2 separate regions of the Sus scrofa genome follow, and region 1 is linked to region 2. The links are chromatin contacts, called in public Hi-C maps. All regions are on one chromosome and are shown on one strand. The core of a region is the stretch at or near the end of the contact, and the rest is flanking DNA. Distances in the headings are between cores, read along the strand shown. Region 1 holds the start of ZFAND1 (AN1-type zinc finger protein 1). Region 2 holds the start of SNX16 (sorting nexin-16).

Evidence for each region. A called contact is a pair of places that touch in the nucleus more often than the background predicts.
Region 1: a contact with region 2 is called in a Hi-C map of skeletal muscle, with 6 times the contacts expected there. The contact joins the promoter of ZFAND1 here to the promoter of SNX16 in region 2. A contact is called at or near these places in 4 of 47 Hi-C or Micro-C datasets (heart right ventricle, liver and skeletal muscle) and 2 of 2 datasets of contacts at active chromatin or transcription factors (alveolar macrophages and skeletal muscle).

The regions. Positions count from the first base shown.
Region 1 is chr4:54,907,135-54,910,247 of Sscrofa11.1, reverse strand. It overlaps ZFAND1 (AN1-type zinc finger protein 1), which reads right to left and starts at 1,367. Exons shown (of 8, transcript XM_003361194.4): 1 at 1,284-1,367. The coding sequence starts at 1,338.
Region 2 is chr4:54,799,980-54,802,845 of Sscrofa11.1, reverse strand. SNX16 (sorting nexin-16) reads right to left here and starts at 1,483. Exons shown (of 8, transcript XM_001926702.5): 1 at 1,267-1,483.

The DNA of each region.
Region 1 (3,113 bases), core at 118-2,617, 110 kb before region 2:
GACACCTGAAGTTGGAAAGGAAGATGAACTATGCCACAAATGGTAGATATCATGGACTGCTGGGGGTAATCAGGTATACCTGAATTAAGTAATTTACAGTTAAAGTCTAACTGGCTAAGATTCCCAGTGAAAGGTCTGCAAGGAACATAAGTTCTTGCCTGCTTCATGGCTAGAGATGACAACCAGTGGTGAAAGATGCATATCAGAGTGCCGTAAGTAACAAGAACCCAGCAGGGATTGTGTCCTTTTGCCCACCGCCCACAACAAGTATCACTTATCAATTGTGTGGCACTCCCACTAATTCTGAGCTAAACCCCAAAGTCCTTCTCAACAGTAATCGGGTCCCTGCTACCAATGACGGAAGCTGCAATGCGAGATAAAACCTATTTTGCCACCCGATGTAGTATGAGCCAAAAGTGATTGCAAACATTTGGGGAGAAAGCGAAGTACCAAAGACTGAGCATTCTGTGTGGCTCTAGCGCTTCCGGAAAGTGCGGGTTTCCCATGTCCCTGAGGCCTGTGCCACACCACCCCTGACTATGGGATTGATTACAAGGCCCCTCACTTCAGTGGGGAGAGATCATCACCTTTTACTGCTCTTAAGTGCAGCTAACTACTCTTGAAAGCTTTTCTGTGGGAAGGACTGTATATTATACCCTTACGTGGTCCCAGCACCAAAAGAAGTGCTCAGTAAATGTTTGCTGAAACAGGGATCATCAGAATCTGAGGGACAAGCTGAGTGAGCTCAAGGATCATCTGGAAGAAAAGCTAAGGGCCTTCTCACTAGAAGCTCCTGAGCAGTCCGCGAAAACCAGGTTAGAAACTGATTTCACCCAACTCCTCCGTCTGACAGCCAAGGAACAGATAAGCAAACAAAAAGTTTGGGAAAGGCATGTGGCTTGCCCAAAGTCGCAGGGGCAGGATCAGAGGGGAACTCTCCCGACTCCCAGACCAAAGCGCTCCCCCGCCCCTTCCCAGAGCTCATCAGAAAGGAGTGGGCGCGATGAGACTTCCTGGCAAGGCGCCCTGGAAAACCAAAGCTAACATTGCAAGGTGTTTTCAGGAATTTCATGGTTCCCTTCCAAGGAGACCAGAGGTCTCCCAAAATCTCAAGGGCAGCAAAAACAGCACAGACACATCTCATTGCAGACCCATGAGGGACACGCCCGCCCTAACTCCTGAGACTCCGCCTCAGCCCACCGCCTCCCGTCATCCGCTGCCTCCGTGGAGGCAGAGCGGCGTCCGGATCTCCCGCGGCCCGGGGCTAGGGGCTCCTCGATCACCTCGCTGGCGGCAGTGTTCCACCTGGCAGTGCTGCCCAATGTCCAACTCCGCCATCTCCGTGCGCGGCGAGGGGCGGGCACAGCCGGGGGGCGGGGCGATGGCGCGCGCGGTGCCTGCTGGGAGTGGGGGCGGGCCCAAGGGCGGAACCTACAAGTGGGGTGGGCTGCGGAGCAAAAGTGGTCTGGCTGCTTTCCTTGCTCTGATTTCTGTGTATTTGCTCCCTGGTCGCCTAGGGAGGCAGACGGAGGAAAGGGCTGTTGGTCTGATATTTCCGGGCAGGAGTCCTAATGCCCAGTCCTTAGGAAAATACCCATCTGCCTTTTTGGAATGTCGCGTACGTGGGTTTCCTCCTGGAGTCCCGGACGGCCTCACAAGGATTTTGTTGTTGTTGATTAAATTAATATAACGCCATATCTCTAGGAACCAACACAGTTTGGCACAAGTATATGCAAGAATCAAGGGAAGGAGAACTGACACTGGTTCAGTTCTTGACTTGTCCTACACTAGTGTTATTTGATTGTATAGTTTAAAGTAAATGCTCCTTGCAAGGGAGTCAAACTTTTTCAAAAGTAAAGTTTTCCCTCCTTCCCTCCCTTCCTTCCTCCCTTCCTTTCTACATTGTGGCAAGAAAAAAAAAAAAAAAAAAAAGTCTAGCTCTTGAGGTCTCAAGTATGTACTGAGCCACATGGTTCAAAGGGCGCAGCCTCAACACAGAAAGCTTGTGGTGATTCCATTGGGATGTAAGGAGCTTCATGCGCTTGATGAGCCACTTCAAAGGTACTGAGGAAAGGGACGCTCTTCTAGGTGGGGTGCAGATGGATGCCATTCCACTGACGTGATGTTAGGGTGACAGACTGACAGGACTCAGTGGATGAGTGACAATCAAAGCTATGCTAATGAAAAGAACTATGAAAGTATCCATTGCCTTTTATATAACTTTGACTATTTTCATATCAATATTCATTGAGAAAGAGGGAAGTGTGGGATTGAGAAACATGTGATTTACTTCAAGATTTGCTCTTGAATAAATCTATTTAAAAATGTTCATCTCAGACTTCTTGGGTCTCTAGAGGAACTTCAGATTTTAGAGCTGGAAGTAATGGAAATTATCTCACTATCCCAGCCAACTTTTTAAAACAGGATCAAAGAAGTTAAATGATTCGTCCAAATTAGTGGAAGAGCCAAGACTAAAATCCAAGTATCAAAGGCTTCTGATATTCTTGAATTTAAGAATCAGTGGCTTATCTAGATTGTGTATGTTTATTTTTACCTCATTGGGTCAACCAATATTAGCAGATTTTCTAGATTTTTGCTGTTAAAGTGCTCTGGATAGATGGTAAATATTTGTTTATTAGTCCAAATGAAATGGAAACATTTCCATGGTTTGGTTTAGGGTCTGGTTTGTCTATGTGTAGCTCAAGGAGAGCTCCTAACTTTGTTTTACACTTGTTTGTTTATTGTCTGTTTCCTCGGCTAGAATGACAGTCCCATAAGGAAAGAGACTGTCTCATTCACAGCATTTCCAGTGTCTACAAAGTGTTGATATGTAGTAAGTGTTAATTAAACATTGATCGCTTTTTGGTCCTCTTTCTATGATGTCTAATAAAGACTCATTCTTTGCTTCATAAAAAAAAAGGAAACATTTCCATTTCTGATGGAAATATTTTTATTCTTTTAGTTCATGAGCCTAGGAGTATAGGGAGCATTAGATGATTAGGATACCCAAGAGGACAGTTGCTAACTCTTAACATCTTTATTTAGTCTTCTTTGCTGATTTCTCCTTTAGGTGCTGCTTCAATGTGTCTATTTCCCTGTAATTTTGTGCTTAG
Region 2 (2,866 bases), core at 234-2,733:
TTAGTGAAACTGAAAAATTTCCTAGAGCAATGACAGTGAACCAGAAGCTTAAATAACTTGTAAAGGTAAATAATAACAGCCTTTAAAGAAACAGTTTATTAAACCCAGGATCAAATGGATTTGGGAAAAAAAAAAAAAAAACTTGGTCAAATGAAGTTCACCAAATAAACCGCAATGAACATTAAACTTATATCCAACAAGACTAAATGATGACAAGTTTAAATTTCCTACATAGTTTCCCGATTCTGCTATGCTGTAAACTGCAAGTACTTAGCAAATCGTCATACTTAGTAAGCTCTGTTGTCAAAAGGACGAGTTTATCTTGTCTCAAAATAATTCATAACGATACGAAGGAAAAAAGTTTACCACTAAGCTGTTAAATACTAAACCAAGAAATGGCAATAACTACAGACCAGGGAAAAGGCACATAACAACGGGTCGCCTGTTCAACTATATCAACGCAACTCTACTGGTGAAAAAGGTAGAAAACAAGCTGCTCAAACTCGGAGAGATGCTGAAAAAAAATTTCAACCCAGCACGTGGCTCTGGGTAACCTTCCCCACCATCAAAAAGAGTCGTGAAACCTGAGCTGCTGATTCACCACTCCTCGGTTCTGCCTGAGGGCCTCCCCCAAAAGAAGTAAAGTCTGCAAGCTCAACCCCCTAACCGGCGGTGGGTTGCCCTACCCTTGGCCACTCCAACACCTGAGGCCACAGGGCTAGGCGTACTACTCAGGCCAACACAGTGCTGACCTTGCAAGGAAGTGAGCGCTACCCAAACGTTATGAAAAGGTACTGGGCTCATTACAAGTGTCCCCACTTTTGCTCTGCCATCGACACGCTCTGAGGAAGAACATCTCAGCCCTACTCCGGAGAACCTCGGACAGGTGAAGTGGCTGGAGCCTGAGGAACACGATGGGCGAGAGAAGTCGCTGGTGAAAGCAAAAGGGAGAAACCTGGGCTTAGCTCGACCCCAGGAGTGTCTGGTCGGTGTCTGAGCAGACCAAGGGTCTTGGGCTCGGTGGATGGCGAGATCCACTGCTTCGGAGCAACTTGGGGCCCCCAAGACAGTCCCACCTCCGCCTCGCGATGTGCTATCAGCACCTCCCAGATTCACAGCGGAGTCGGCGGTGGCCTGAGGTTGGCCTGGGGACTCCTGCCGCGCCTCTCCTCCCTTCTGGGGAGCCAGCCCGCCGCCCTCCAGCCACGGGGGCTCAGGTGTCACCCGCACGAGCGCCCAAGACAGCGCCCGCCGCCCGGTCCCTACCTCAGCCCTCTTGGCGATCCAGCTCAGGCGCGCTTCCCAGTGACGGTTAAATCCGACCCCCCCCTTTACTGCAGCTTTTCGTCTCCACCCACAACACCGAGACGCCTCACGTGACCGCCCCTGCTAGAAAACAGCTGCTCCCCGCCTTCGCCGGCCTCTGCCCTGGCTGCGGGGCCCAGGATCCCCGCGAGGTGGAGGGCGGGGCTAGGCCTGGCCTCCTATCCAGGAAGTGACGTCAGGCAAAGGGTGCCCGCCTCCAGAGGTGCGCACCGGAGTTGTGGGACCAGCCCTCTCTGGAAACTACGTTGAACGTAGTTTTGTGGTAAGAATTTTACCATATTTTCTGTAACTTTATTTTATAAGTTAACTTTTGGGAAATGGAGGCTAAGAAACGTCATTTGCCCGATAGGTGAGGAGAAGACTACAACTCCCAGGAGGAATTACGGCCAGCATTGGCCGCGGCTCCTACTTTGCATCATGGGACTTGTAGTCATCATCGGCTTGAGCTGGTTCTACTAGGTTACACATTGTTTCTTGGAATTAGCAGGGCTTTAATGGATGGCAGTAGATCCTGGGTGTGGGAAGATAGAATGCTGCTTTACAACCTATTCTCCCTACATAATTCGGAACTCCTTGTTGGCAGAGAACTTCTGAAATTCTTCAGGGTGGTGGTGCTGGTCTCTTTGCTTGTTTGTTTTTTAAAATCATCTTGAGAGCAATTTTATCTCAAATAATGTAGTCTTGAATTTGTTAGACGTGCACATATAAAGACCTGAAGATTATAAGGAAATTCGTCTTTTATAGCCAAATATTAAAATTCAGATCAGCCTGCGAACCTGTTTATTATTAGAATTGAGTGATTTGATTTAAAAATCATTTTATGATTTTTAAGGCTTTGGAATATTCCCAAGACTGAGGAAAATTGAGAGTTGTAATTTCCAAATGAGCGTAGGAAGATAATCTGGTTTATAGCATAATAATGGTTTTGGACTGATAATTTTCTCTTCCAGTGTGAACGAGAGATAAAAAGAGAATTCTATAGAAACAGTAGATTAAAACATGAGGTAGTTTTCAGGATAAACTTGGCTGTCTTGGCCCTGAGATAGCAGTTATATCCATGAGATCTGTAAGTGAATAACATTATAGAAAGAAAAGAAAAGAAAAATGAGCCTTGGGATATTTCCCTCACTCGCGGTCAGGGCTGCAGGTGGGAGCAAAAGATACGTTTGATGTGGAAAAGCTGATAGTCTAATATCAAGGAGGCCAAGGCTTATTAAACTTTTAAGTCAAGGTATATGAATATTCTAGTTGGCAGGAGGATAAAGATCTAGACTAGAACATTGAAATTGCCGAAGAAGAACTTCCTCCACAGATTATTGAAAGGAGCATAGAGGATATACATCCTATATGTATGCTTTATCTTTTGGAATATCTGATATGATGAATATCTAGATTTTACTTTCAGAAAATGAACTGAACCTTTCTTAAAAATATTTTAAAGGATGTAATTGACATATAACATATTAATTTCAAGTGTACAACATAATGATTCATATTCGTATACACAGTAAAATGATTATCACAATAGGTCTGGTGAACA